2 separate regions of the Pan troglodytes genome follow, and region 1 is linked to region 2. The links are chromatin contacts, called in public HiChIP or PLAC-seq maps. All regions are on one chromosome and are shown on one strand. Each heading gives the region's core, a stretch centred on a gene start, on an enhancer-like site or on the middle of the called end of the contact. The rest is flanking DNA. Distances are from core to core; before and after follow the strand shown. Region 1 holds the start of CHRNA9 (cholinergic receptor nicotinic alpha 9 subunit). Region 2 holds the start of N4BP2 (NEDD4 binding protein 2).

Region 1 (7,128 bases), core at 1,362-3,861, 280 kb before region 2:
TTAATTTCATGCATGTTTTAAACATTCCTTTTTCATTATGTTTAAATTCTATGAAATCAACACGTTCATGCCTGAAAAGCCTCAGTTCTGAGCTGCACTTACTTGTTATATAAGACGATGTCTGGCCTCCACACGAGGTCACTGGGGATCCTGATGGAGTCTAGGCCATCGTACTGATCTCGGTCCCACGTGAGATAGGCATCGTGCCAGATTTGGCGGATCCACAAATAAGCAGTCAGAATTTGGTTTCTTTCATCCTACACAATGAATCCAGATGTCGCTTTACCTAGCAGACACTTGAAATGTTTTCCACTGATAGGACACTTGTTCTTCACAATAGGAATTTCACAAACACTCATCAATTTTCAATAAGTAAAGTGAGAGCTTTATTCTTTATTTATTCTATCCCCTTGATTGACTGCCAAGATCATATTTTTTTTTCCTCCTAGATTTAGTGTTCAGAATGTAAAGTGGACAAATATTTTAGTATTGATATCTTTGCATAGATCAACTGCCTATATTTCCTGAAAATTGATCAATGAATGATGTACTTGAAAGCAAAAGTCAGGAAATAACAATGTGCAGAAGGAAAATCTTTCAAGTTTCATAACATTGTGTAATTAAACATAGATAAGCACTAATAAGCTATGCCATCTTAAAACACTACCTTTTTTAAAAAATTGAGATTGGCCGGGCGCGGTGGCTCATGCCTGTAATCCCAGCACTTTGGGAGGCCGAGGCAGGCGAATCATGAGGTCAGGAGATTGAGACCATCATGACTAACACGGTAAAACCCTGTCTCTACTAAAAATACAAAAAAAAATTAGCCGGGTGTGGTGGCAGGTGCCTGTAGTCTCAGCTACTCAGGAGGCTGAGGCAGGAGAATGGTGTGAACCCAGGAGGCAGAGCTTACAGTGAGCGGAGATCATGCCACTGCACTCCAGCCTGGGTGACAGCAAGACTCCATCTCAAAAAAAAAATTAAGATCAAATTCACATTAAAACTCACCATTTTAATCATTTTCGAAGGGAACAATGCACTGGCTTCCAATATATTCACAACGTTGTGCAACCATCACCACTGCCTAATTCAAGATCATTTCTTCCCCCCGCAAAGAAACGCCGTAATCATTAAGAACTCACTGGCCATTTCCCCCTTCCTCCCCACAGACCCTGGCAACCTCTATGCCGTTTTCTGTCTCTACGGATTTACCTCTTTTGGACATTTTATATAAATGGCTGCATACAGTATGTAACCCCATCTTTCTTTAGATTATCTAAGACTGTTACAGTTAATGACCAGGATTAGGTAACGTTTCTTGAAATTAATTAGTTTTGTAGAAAGCTTCCTTTTCCCGACATTCTCTTCTCCCACCAGCTTGCTTAAGGAGCTATCATTCCCTCTCAAATTCCCAGTTAAGACATTCTCTTCAGAAAGCATGGTTGTTTATCCTCTAAGAATCATTCCACAGAGTCAGCACCATGTGTTACTCACCATATCCTTAATCTGAGAGAGCGTAATCTGCAGGGTCACATTCAGGACTTTATCTGTATCTTCCACTGGACGAAGAGCATTGGAATAATCTTCAAAAAGGTCATTAAACAACTTCTGAGCATATTTTCCATCTGCCGTCTCTGCAGCTACTCAACAAGAGGGATCTGGATTAACGTTCAGAGTGTTGTGTGTATTTCAAGACAAACAACACAAGACTGAGGTCTAAAATGGGGGATGGCCCAACACTGGCGAGGGACAAGCTTTGGGTGGGTGGATGAGTTGTTTTTCTGGCATGCCCTTCCAAGATCAGAGTCAGTAGGAAGCACAGAATACTTCCATGCGGTTGAATCATCTGTTTTGTCTTCCCTGTCCTGCCCCACCTCCCACCAAAGCAATAGCCCCAGATGAGACAAGATAGGTTACATGTCACCAGCCTCTCACCTCTCAGTCTGGAAGCAGCAAAGTAAATCCAGCAAAAGGAGATGCAGGAATGGGACCAGTTCATCTTTTTCCTGAGCCTCTATAATAAAGTCTCAGTCAGGCAGTGTGGTCTTCCACTTCCCCCTATGAATACAAAGGATCTGGGCACAAGGAGCCCACTCCGCTGCAGCCTTATGGTGGGAGAGCTCAGGCTTGCATTGCATGCAGGACCGAGATCCTGAGATCCAGGCCTGCCCTCCCTCCCCTCCGGTAATTTGAGACTGGCAGCTCCAGTGGCTGAGAAGCCGGGAACCCAGGGTGTGTTAGGTCCAACAGTGCTGTTGTGGGGGGCCATCTCAGTTGAGTGTCCCTAGCCACCCTCAGCAGAAACAACCAGACAGAAAAGGAGGTAGATGCAGGCAGCAGGGGTATGCCTGACACACCAGAGACTCCATCTAAGCAGAATGGGAGATTTCTACACCCACCATGAGCAGAGTCAGCCTGAATCCAGGGACTAAGGGAAGCCTAAAGACTGAGCCATGGGACGGCTGTCCAGAAAGACTCTACGTGCTTTTAGCAGCATTTGAAGAGGGAAAGAGACACGGTTCTATGATCTCCAGAATATATTGGCATTTTGGTTTTTTCTCTGCCTCAGCTTCTGATCCCTCCTGCAGCTGTCCCACTGGGCATGGATCTTGCATAGTAAATGTTTGTGAGTATATATGTGAGGGGGTGTGCTGGATGGGCGGATAATCACTCGCTTAAGAAGCAGCAACACTGTGAGTTGGATTTGGACTTGACCACCTGGGTTTGACTGCCAGCCAAACCCTGACGAGCTCTATTATTCTGTATAAGTCACCTAACCTCTCTGAGCCTTCCAGAACTACAGACTGGGGAAAATAATGTTTTCTCTCTCTAGAGCTACTGAGATAACTGTATGTGAAAGCACTTTCTAAATATCAGTAATTTTCATCTTTGATCAGCTTTGCATACCCAGAATTTCTATACTCACCAAGTCACCCAGGATTTACCAGCTCGAAAAAAAAAAAAGAAAAACTGGTTCAAAGGCTGACCAAATCAGCATGAGAATAATAACCAATGGTGATATTGCTAATGATGACACCCTTTGCTTTTGAATGCTACTTCATATAAAGTTTCAGTCATTTCTTGTATGTGATATAATTTTACTCCTATAAAAAAATGTCAATTTTCAATTGCTGCTTAGTCTGGAAACTCATGTCTGTCTCTCCTCTTGCCTGGGGAAACTGCTTTGGAAAACCATATTAAGATAATTTGGTTGCCTGGAATTGGAGCGAGGAAATTGGATAGCTCTGTTTCATCAGGTTACAGCCGCCTGATGAGTCACCCCATCCCTCTTCGGGAATGTATCCTCTGAGTGGAACAGACACTCAAGCCATCGGCAAAGTGTTTCTTAATTGCCTATCCCATTGTGTTGATTGTGAAGACATTATTTTTCTGACGCCCCTAGTCTGACTCATTCATCAAATGACACAATTCCGGGTGCCCACGCTCAGTCCTCCTTCAGCAAACCATCCACTCCAGAATCTCAGAGGCAGAAGGTACTTTTGAAATTGAGTTTAATGCCTCACTTCTATATGAGGAAACTGAGGCCCAGGGATGCAGAGTGGCTTCCCTCCAGCAGTGATCGGCCAGAGACAGGATCCAGGCCTTTAGGAGGCTTGGGAATGCACTTCCTTTCAGCCAAGGGCAGGTGGGACCTCGATCTGCCCCACAGGAGGGTGGGTAAAGGATGCTGACTCTCCACCGAGAACCATGCCAGAGACCCTCAACCTCTCCAGGAGGCTGGGCTCTTCACAGAGGAGTGCTGTCCTAGGTACTCAGAGCCATGACGCTTGCTAACCAATGCTTCAAAACTCACTGAAATGGCAGGAGATACCTCAGTGGGATGCCATCCCCAAGGACCTATTTCACTACTACTTTCTAAGTTTGCTGGATTTATCCTAGATATGTGTCTTGAAAAACAAACAAAAAAAACCCCTCAAAGCTCCTTTAAAAGACAGCTACATGAATTCCTTCACCTCGCACCAGAGTTTAGGATAAGGTTGGTAGTTAGGACGCAAAGTCATGCCAAAAGGGCTGCCCATGCCACCACTCTCCAAACATTTTAGGGTTTACTTCTGTCTTTGTTTTGTTCTTCTTCTTCCTCTTTTTTTTTTTTTTTTTTTTTTGAGATTGAGTCTTGCTCTGTTGCCCGGGCTGGAGTGCAGTGGCGCGATCTCAGCTCACTGCAACCTCCACGTCCTGGGTTCAAGCAATTCTGTGCCTCAGCCTCCCAAGTAGCTGGGATTACAGGCACCTGCCATCACGCCTGGCTTTTTTTTTTTTTTTTTTTTTTTGTATTTTTAGTAGAGATGGGGTTTCACCATCTTGGCCAGGCTGGTCTTGAACTCCTGACCTCGTGATTCACCTGCCTCAGCCTCCCAAAGTGCTGGGATTACAGGTGAGTCACCATGCCCAGCCACTTTGTATTCTTGATCAAAAGCAGTATAATGTAGAGTTTAAGAGCACAGACCCTGGAGTTGAACTGCTTGGATTCAAGTCCAACCCCACCACTTACTAGCGGTGTAAGCTCAGCCAGATTATTCGACCTCAGTTTCTTCATCTACAAAATGGGGACAATTATAAATAGTGCCTACCTCTTGGGGTTGTTTTGAGGACTGAATCAGTTAATGCATGTGGAACCCTAAAAATAGTGCTTGACCATAAAATTGCTGGATAAATGATCATTAAAGGGGAAAATGACATGCTAAGCATGTCATTTGTAGCTCAATGTCACTATTTGTTTATTTATATATATATTTATTTAATTTATTTATTTTTCCTCCCCTCTTCCTCTCCCCCTTCCATCTCTCTCACTCACCCAATCTCTCTCCCAACTTCTTGACAGACCTGGTTAGAGGATAATTGTTTTTTGTGACAAGCAATTTGTACTGTGGGTGGAAGAATATGAGTCCTACAATTTTCTTGTTGTCCTTTTTTATTGTGATGTTAATATTATTGTCAGTCCACCGTGGATTTATTTATTTACTTACTTATTTCTGCAGTAGTCTTTTTAATCCTCTTATCCATTTTGTGAGAGTTACACAATCTAACTCCGTCACAGAGATTGGCAAACTCTCTGCAAAGAGCTAGATAGTAAATATTTTCATCTTGGCAGGCCATATGGTCTCTGTACCAACTACTCTTCTCTGCCATTGTACTATGAAAGCAGCCTATAGCAAAATGAATGTGTGGCTGTGTTCCAATAAAACTTTATTTATGAAAATAGGTGGCAGGGCATAGTTTGTTGACCCCTGACATAGATAAACAGATCCATAAATCCACTTTGCTCATGAAAATTGCAATAGGAAACAGTGTTCCAGATGAAGAAGGGGCAAAGCCTGCAGGGAAAAGAGCTTGACGTGCGCAGATGCATGGCAGGGCCAGGGCTGACTCCTACTGCAGCTCAGCCAGTGAGACTCAAACTGCCTCCCAGCGGAGGCTCTGGGCATGGAAGAACCCTTTCTAATAAGGAGTCAGAAATGTAAGAGAACTGGAAAGAGTAGGAAGCAACCCTGTTGGATGTCTGGAGGCTGGGTAAGCCTCCTCACTTCCACAGGGTGACCGTGATAGTGTCGTGGATGAGGAATTAGAGTTTCCAGATATAGGTAATGGTGGGAACTGTAGCTACAGCCAGGCCAGGGGCTGGCAGAGTGAGCAGCAGGGGAATGGGTCAGAAGTTCAAGTGAGTCTCTCTGGGGTCCCCATGAATAAGGACAGGCCTGGAGGGCAGAACTCTGGCAGTTTCACTGAGAAGTATAGAGTCCCAGAACACAGTTTGTTTCTAGATTGCTAGAAATCTTAGCAACTCCCTTCCCCAGCTGTACTCAAATCCATTGGCCTGGGGGAGTGCAGGTTAGATCAGAACAAAAGCGATTCAGGAAGGGGAGGAAGGAGGACCTCTGGGCCAACAGGAACGTCGGCCCGGAGCTCATTATGGTGTGGGCACCAGAAGGTGATCACACTGGGCGTGGAGCCGATTCTCCTTTTGTGACTGCACATGCCTGTGTCTCACTCTTGTCCCACTGTGCTCTGGCTCTGTCAGTGGTGTGTAGTGGACTGGAAAACTCTTCTGAGTGAAACCCAGCAGGACAATCTCTCTTGGTGCTTCTGGGCATCGAGAAGGAAATGAACTTTCCTAACCTAACTTCAAACAGATCCAACTCCTGCGCGTCATCCTCGCTTCTTCTCTCTCAAACGCCATGTATTAGTCTACTTGGACTCCCACAACAAAATACCATAGACCAGGTGAATTAAAAACAGAAATTTATTTTCTCACAGTCCTGCCTCCGTGCCTAAGGACCAGCTCATCCAAGAATCAGCTGGAAGTCCAGACCAAGGTGTGGGCAGGGCTGGTTTCCCCCAAGGCCTTTCTTCTTGGCTTGCAGATGGCTGTCTTCTCCTTGTGTCCTTACAGGGTCTCCTCTGTGCATGTCTGGGTCCTAATCTCTTCTTCTCAGATCCCCATGAATAAGGACAGGCCTGGAGGGCAGGGCTCTGGCAACTTCCCTAAGAGATACAGAGTCCCAGAGTTCTGTTTGGTTTCTAGGTTGTGACCCTATTCCCCGATTGTACCCAAACCCGTTGTCTCCTCAGATGAAATTAGTCCCGCCCCAGTGACCTCACTTAACCTTAATTACCTCTTTAAAGACCATATCTCCAAATATGGTCACATTCTTCAGTACTGGGGGTTAGGACTTCAGTGTGTGAATTCTGTAGGATGCAATTCAACCTGGAACACCCCACATCCAATCTGTGAATGAATCCCAGCAGTTCCACCTTCACAACATATCAGGAACCCAGCCGCCTCTCCCCACCTTCCCTACTGTCTTCCTGGTCTAAGCCATTGCTGACTGCCATCTGCACCAACCACACTTGCCTCCTAGCAGCCAACGGTGCCCCTGAATTCCCTTCTCCAGGTAAGAGCCAGACGGTCATTTTATTTCATTTCATCTATTTTTTATTTCTATTTTAATTTTTTTAATTTAATTTTTTTTTTTTTTGAGACGGAGTCTCACTCTGTCACCCAGGCTGGAGTGCAGTGGCACAATCTCAGCTTACTGCCTCCCAGGTTCAAGCAATTCTCCTGCCTCAGCCTCCCAAGTAGCTGGGATTACAGGTGCCTGCCACCAT
Region 2 (7,177 bases), core at 630-3,129:
AAAGTCAACAAGTACACAAACTGGCATTCGTACGTACTGCGTGCTGATTTCAACTGCTTTATTCTTTATTGTTTTACAGGTTAGCCTTTTTTCATTAACTAAATTGTAGCCTCCTTGCAAAAGAGCAGCCATTTATTTCCTATTCTTCCCACCATGTCCACCACTACAGCCCCTCGCTCCTACCCCCCATCCTAGCACGGCACTTAAATAATAAAAGGTCCTGGCAGCGAAACTCAAAACTGTTTATTTCTGACCTTTAGCAGTAAACAATGTTAGAAAGGCAGATGGAACCACGTTTATCAAAACAGAGAACGCACGATGTTTACATTTCCTAAAGCGCGTCTTTTAGTTAAAATTAAAGGATGAGAGTTAAAACGAGTTACAAAAGACAGCTGGTGTTTGAAAGAAAAACACTGGAAGTAATAAAAACGGAGTGAAAAGGCTGATGTTGGGATTAAAAGAAAACATTTTTTTAATACAGCTGCAAATCAGTCATTGTTTTCTGAGAGGCTAGGTTCATCTCCAGGATTTTCTTCTAGGAGCTCAACCAATGGCCACCTTTACTGAGTTAACCAGTCTCCAGGCAAGCAGCCCTTGCTGATTGGCTCAAAGATGTCGAGTAGAAAAAGCAGCCAATCCTGCCTTCAAGCCAGAACTGTGCCATGGAGACATTACAACCACTGCATGGCGAGAATGTGTACAAACCTGTCCGTGCCACAAATATCAGATCCTAGTTACAAAGACTGCCGCCGAAAGGAAGAGCCTTTGAAGCCAACACTGACACTGACCTGTCATCTACATTCTATTACTCTAGCTCTCTTTCGGAGGGAAAAAAAAAAAACTATTTTAACCAAAAGCGCATGAGAGATAAACTGTGCCCCCGCTAAGATGACTCACTCTATTGAGGATGAATTTCCAAACGGACGGCTTAGAGAGAGTCCCGATGAGAGAGGGGCTCTAGAAGGGTCCCATTGAGGGACAAAGTTGCAGATGGGGGCAGGGGAGGCGGGACGAGGGCCAAAGACACACAAATGCCGGGGAGGGGAAAGTCTCCCCGCAGTCTCCAAAATCCGAACGTGTGAGTGGCTGTGTGTCTGGACTTGAACTGAGTAAATAAACGGCTCTGCTAGGACTATGTGCTCAGGAAGGTGGCCTGAAGTTCCCAGAAGGCTCCGCCTGGCAAACACCTAAGGCGCCTGGAGGGGCGCAAGGTCAGGTCCTGGCGGGAACAGATCTGGGAGGAAACCTCGGGGGGTCGAGAGGGGTGTGTCTGGGGCCTGGAGGCCCGCCAGGCACTCGGAGGCCAAGGAAGCGGCCGCGGCCCCCGCCTTCGCCCGGCCTCGGGCTGAGCGCCAGGGCCCGCCTCTCGCCGACGCCTCACTTCCCTTCCGTCCGGGCAGCCGGGCCCGCGGGTCAGTTCGGAGGCGGCCCGCGCCGGGCCCCACATTCAGGGCTTGGGGGTTCACTCGCCGCGCCGCCCGCCGCTGCTTCAGGCCCTCCGCTTCGGCTCGGAGCCCCGGGACCCCTAACCTCCAGGGCCCTCACCTTGGACCCGCCTCCCTGCCTCCCACCCGCCGCCTTTACCTGCTTCTGGAGCGGGCAGAGGGCGTCGAAGCCGGTGCCGCGTCGTCGAACGCACAACGCGGCGCCGCAGGTCCGCAGCCCTTTCCCGCCGGCGCCACTGCGCTCTCCCGCGCCGCGCAGGGCTAGCAAGCAGCTGCGGCCGCGGGGGAGACACGGCGAGCGCGCCCGGCGGGGAGACACTGCCGCTCTCCGTCCGGCCGGGGAAGAGCAGCCGCGCAGAAGCCCGCCGCGAGAGGGCGGGTGGGCGGCCGGGTGGGGAGGGGTCTCGAGGCGCCGGCAATGGCTGCCACGTCGCCCAGGTGGATCGCCGCCCACCGCGCCCCCCCCAAGCCCGCCGGCTGTCCGCCACGACCTCTGCTTCGTCCCTGAGCTCCGCCTCGGCGCGGCGGCCCGGGGGACTTGAGCCCGCGGGCGCTCCCACCTCTCCCGCTCCCGCTCTCCCTTTGGAGAGCAAGCCCTGCCCGGCCGGTTCGGCTGCTTCCGGTCGCCCACCCCCCAAGGCTCGCCCGAGAGCGGGCCGTGGTCCCCACTTTTCTTATCAGGGGGTCCCTGGAGGAGCAAGCCCTTCTTCGAGTGTCGGGTTCTGCCGGGGGGGAAGGCGGGAGCTGTTTGGCGCTGGGGAACATTGCAACAGGCCCGGAATTTTTGCCAAAATAAGCGGCGCGGTAAACCACAGCTGTTTCTAGCCCTCGGCACTCTCCCGAGCCCCAAAAAACAAAACAAACACAAGGTCGGCCTCGCGGGGTGAGGGGAGAGAGGAAAGCAGAGCTGGGACGAGCCCTGACGCGCGCGGGGTCCAGGCTGCAAGTTGGGAGGGACGGCGAGGCGAGCGACCGGCCTCGGCATTGCCTGACTAGGGCCGTGGCCGCTGCGGCGGGCACGGGAACCCGCCTTCTCGCGCGCGGCCCTCCCGCGGGGGGCTTCCAGGCGCGCGGCCTCGGAGCCCCACGGGGAGACAAAGGGGTAGGCGACTGCCACGGGGTGGAGGGAGGCCGCCCAGCCCCATCGGCCCTGCCAGCGTGCGGTCTGAGCTCGGGGAATGTGTGCGCCTTAGCCGGTGGAACCGCAGCCGCTGGCCTTTGCCCCCAGTTCGAGCTTGAGTTTTCGGGTGCCAAGAAAAAGCAAAGACGTACTCTTCCCTCTTGGAACCGCTGTAGTATGAGTCCGTCCCCAAGCCTGCACCATTTTTTTTCTCTCAACTCTGCTTTCCCTGGTTTATTTGTTCTGGGTTCTGATGTGAAATGTTTAGTGTTTTCAGGGTACGCAAATTTTTCACCTTTGCTTTCTGGTTGGTGGTGGTGGTGGTGATGGTAGTGGTGGTGGTTTTGCCTGTTTTTTACTTCCTCCGTCCCCTCCCTTTGCAATTACTTTTCATTCCACGTGCAGTGGTTTTTCCCAGAATAGAGAAGCGAAATAACCTCATGACAAAGTGTCCCTTTGCATCGAAGATACATTGTTGGTTGTTATGGCAGTTGTAAACAGAGTGTAAATTTAAACAGAGTGTAAATTTGGGGCAAGTGGTTTTTGTCGTTTAGGTCTAACTGGAACACTTATTCACAATGAGAACGTTGTAGTGCTTTTTCAAGAAACTAGTAATATATAAGGAGAGAACTCAAGAAGATAAATTTTCTGATGAAACCATCCATATAGAAAAATAGGGGAATTTTTCCTTTTGTATGAATTTTGTATTTAGAGGTCTCGAGTCCCAGTGTTAAATCACAGACTTCATGTTGATCCTTAAAAAAAAATCACTATACAAAAACCCCTTAATGCATTTATTAAATTTCAAAAACAAAAAATTGTAATAACCCAGAATCTCAAGAGATAAATAGCTGTTGCTGAGAAGCTAACATTAACTCTGCCTCTAAACAACCATTATAAGAGACTAAAAACTGTAATATATGCCACTTTAGAAATGAAAGAACCCTAGTAATTATAAACTTGAAAGATGTCGAGGAAATTAATATTTTGTTTTTGAAATATGTTCACCATGATAATAAAAACTAGCATTTAAATTATTTTCCTTTGAACATCTGTTAAGGATTCATCAAATCTTAAGTCAGAACAATAAGAAATAAACTCTTCTTAACATTGGAAAATATATTTCAAGCCACAAAGACAACACCCAAGCTGAATGTTTTTAAAGTTTGTTTACTATGGCAATAAGAAGAACATCAATACCATAAAGTTCTGAAAATGAGACTGGAATGAAGAACAAAGCAATCTTCACTCAACATTCGCAGTATCAGCCTTCGGTTGTGAATATTTATAAAGATTTCCTCCTTTCTTATTGGTTCAAATTCTAAGCCAATGGGAAAAGTACAACACGTCTTTTAAAGGGTGAAGCATCAATCAGCATTAGATTAGTATCTGGGATAAAGGTTTTGGTTATCATGCTAGTTCTCATTGAAATTCATGTCCCTTTAAATTTCTTTTTTTTGGGGGGCTGGGGGGGGGTGCGGTGACTAGAGTTGCTCTGTTGCCCATGCTGGAGTGCAGTGGCACAGTCTCAGCTCACTTCAACTTAACGCCTCCCGAGTTCAAGTGATTCTCGTGCCTCAGCCCCCCGAATAGCTGGAATTGCAGGCGTCTGCCACCAAACCCGGCCAATTTTTATATTTTTAATAGAGGAAGGGTTTCTCTGTGTTGTCCAGGCTGACCTCTAACTCCTGACCTCAGGTGAGCCTCCCACCTCGGCCTCTCAAAGTGCTGGAATTAAAGGCGTGAGCCACCACACCGGGCCGTGTCTCTTTAAATTTCAAAGAAGACATTTAAGAATAGGGCCTGGCACAGTGGCTCACGCCTGTAATCCCAGCACTTTGGGAGGCCGAGGCAGGTGGATGGGATCACGAGATCAGGAAATTGAGACCATCCTGGCCAATATAGTGAAACCCTGTCTCTACTAAAAATACAAAAAGTAGCTGGGCGTGGTGGCATACACCTATGGTCCCAGCTACTCGGGAGGCTGAGGCAAGAGAATCGCTTGAACTGGGGAGGCTGAGGTTGCAGTGGGCCGAGATTGCGGCACTGCACTCCAGCCTGGGCAACAGAGCAAGACTCCATCTCAAAAAAAGAAATATTGACTATCTTGTGGGTGCCACACTTGCTCACATTCTCTTCAGTCTTCCAGTTGGTTTTATTACAATTGGTCTTGTTAGAATTATGTGACAATATATCTAAAATGCCAGATAAATCTGAGGAATGGTAAAATGTCTACTACTTAATACGTTAAAATGAATCCTGGCATTTTAGATTAAAAACTTACCTTTAAGGAAAGACTAAAGTTTATATTTTGGGCCGGGCGCGGTGGCTCACGCCTGTAATCCCAGCACTTTGGGAGGCCGAGGCAGGTGGATCACGAGGTCAGGTGATGGAGACCATCCTGGCTAACACGGTGAAACCCCGTCTCTACTAAAAATACAAAAAATTAGCTGGGCGTGGTGGCGGGCGCCTGTAGTCCCAGCTACTCGGGAGGCTGAGGCAGGAGAATGGTGTGAATCCGGGAGGTGGAGCTTGCAGTGAGCCAAGATTGTGTCACTGCACTCCAGCCTGGGCGACAGAGCCAGACACCGTCTCAAAAAAAAAAAAAAAAAAAAAGTTTATATTTTGGGAAATGTCTTGGATTTTTGTAAAAAAAAAAAACTGCCAAGTCGTCAAAAGTAAACCTTTTATATTTACCTAAGTCCAACTTTGGTCTATGTAACAGCTAAATTCTAAACATGATTGTCTGTGTTTATGTTTAGACCATAGGTATGATTTCCTTCCAACCAAAAATATTAATAATCTGTGCCACCTTTGTATTCCTATACTTGGATTATGACTTGAAGCATTCCACTTATTCATGTGTTTATAATCTCCCTTACTAAGTCATCATTGCCTTGAAGTTTCCCATTCAGCCTTGTATTCCTCATTGTCAAACTCCCAGTCTTGTGCAATATAAACACTCCATGAATGTTTACTGAGTGAAAGAATAAGTGAGCATCACTCTATGACAAGACATATGGCAAATCAAGAAAATCTGTGTCAGGATTTTTTCCTCTTCTACATAATGGCTAATACACTGTTTTCATTCCCAACTAAGAATAGTATTGTTGACCAGGCGCAGTGGCTCACACCTGTAATCCCAGCACTTTGGGAGGCCAAGGCGGGCGGATCACGAGGTCAGGAGATGGAGACCAGCCTGGCTAACATGCTGAAACCCCGTTTCTACCAAATATACAAAAATTAGCTGAGTGTGGTGGCTCTTGCCTGTAGTCCCAGCTACTCAGGAGCCTGAGGCAGGAGAATGGCTTGAACCTGGGAGGTGGAGGTTGCAGTGAGCCAAGATCGTGCCATTGCACTCCAGCCTGGATGACAGAGTGAGACTCCATCTCAAAAAAAAAAGAATAGTATTGTTGCAAGAACTTTACTAAAAGAAAGTAGGACCAACATATGCTGGAATTATTGTGTTTTTCCATTTTAAATTTAGTGGAAACCGAATAGTAGATAATATTGCCATTATCTAAAGTAAATAAATATCAATGGGTTTTATCTTTATGTAAGATTTTACCACACTCAACCCAGGGTGCATCAAGCTCTGACCTTGGGAAAATTACTTAAACTCTCAAATACTCAGTTTTCTCATCTCTCAAATAGCATTCATAAAAGCTACATTCTGATTAATTAAAATAATAAATGTACATAAAAGAGGCTTAAATAGTAGTTATTACTCACAGATATTAGTGGACTCAATCATAAAGAAAATGTAATTTTCTTAGTGCAATTATTTATCTATAAAAGGTGCCATCCTGGACAACATGGGGAAACTCCATCTCTACAAGAAATACAAAAATTAGCTAGGTGTGGTGGCATGGACCTACAGTCTCAGCTACTTGGGAGGCTGAGGTGGGAGGATCACTTGAGCCCAGGAGGCAGAGGTTGCAGTGAGCTGAGATCGCGCTACTGCACTTCAGCCTAGACAACAAAGTGAGACATTGTCTCAAAAAAAGAGAAAAAAAAAAGGCAAGCATAAAGGCTGCTAAAATAATAATAAGGAAACAAATATCCTAAAGGAAGGAATAGGGTACTAAGAAAATCTACCAAAAGAAGATAACTTTCGCAGCCTGGACAACATGGTGAAACTCCATCTCTACAACAAATGCAAAAATTAGCTGGGCATGGTGGCATGTGCCTGTAGTCCCTGCTCCTCAGGAGGCTGAGGTGGGAGGATCACCTGGGTCTGGGAGGTGAAGGCTGCAGTGAGCCAAGATTGCACCACTGCACTCCAGCCTGGACAACAGAGTGAGACACTGTCTCCAAAAAAAAAAGGAAAAGAAAAAAAAAGATAACTTCTAAAAATAAATATCAATGGCATTCCAGTCTGAGTGAAAACTTTATGAAAAACCAAATCTGATTGTGTCTCTCTCCTCTCACAAACTTCACAGCTCCTCTAATTTCTACTAGCTTTTCTCAATAGGGATAAATAGTTATGCATTGCTTTTAAACTGAAGGGCTTCTCATTGCACTCTGTTTTTTCTTTGAATAAATTCTCAGAGCTTTTAATATGCCAATGTGCCTAGGAACTCTAAGAAAAGGATATACTAGTAAATATTTC

The links. HiChIP or PLAC-seq counts read pairs in DNA pulled down with a chosen protein or histone mark.
Region 1: a contact with region 2 is called in an H3K4me3 HiChIP or PLAC-seq map of stem cell-derived excitatory neurons, with 4 times the contacts expected there. The contact joins the promoter of CHRNA9 here to the promoter of N4BP2 in region 2. A contact is called at or near these places in 2 of 7 Hi-C or Micro-C datasets (induced pluripotent stem cells and stem cell-derived neural progenitor cells), 1 of 1 datasets of contacts at active chromatin or transcription factors (stem cell-derived excitatory neurons) and 1 of 1 other capture datasets (stem cell-derived neural stem cells).

Annotation. Positions count from the first base shown.
Region 1 is chr3:40,654,565-40,661,692 of NHGRI_mPanTro3-v2.0_pri, reverse strand. CHRNA9 (cholinergic receptor nicotinic alpha 9 subunit) reads right to left here and starts at 2,611. Exons shown (of 5, transcript XM_526778.7): 1 at 1,936-2,611; 2 at 1,495-1,640; 3 at 103-257. The coding sequence starts at 1,999.
Region 2 is chr3:40,378,608-40,385,784 of NHGRI_mPanTro3-v2.0_pri, reverse strand. N4BP2 (NEDD4 binding protein 2) reads right to left here and starts at 1,879. Exons shown (of 16, transcript XM_009447528.5): 1 at 1,585-1,879.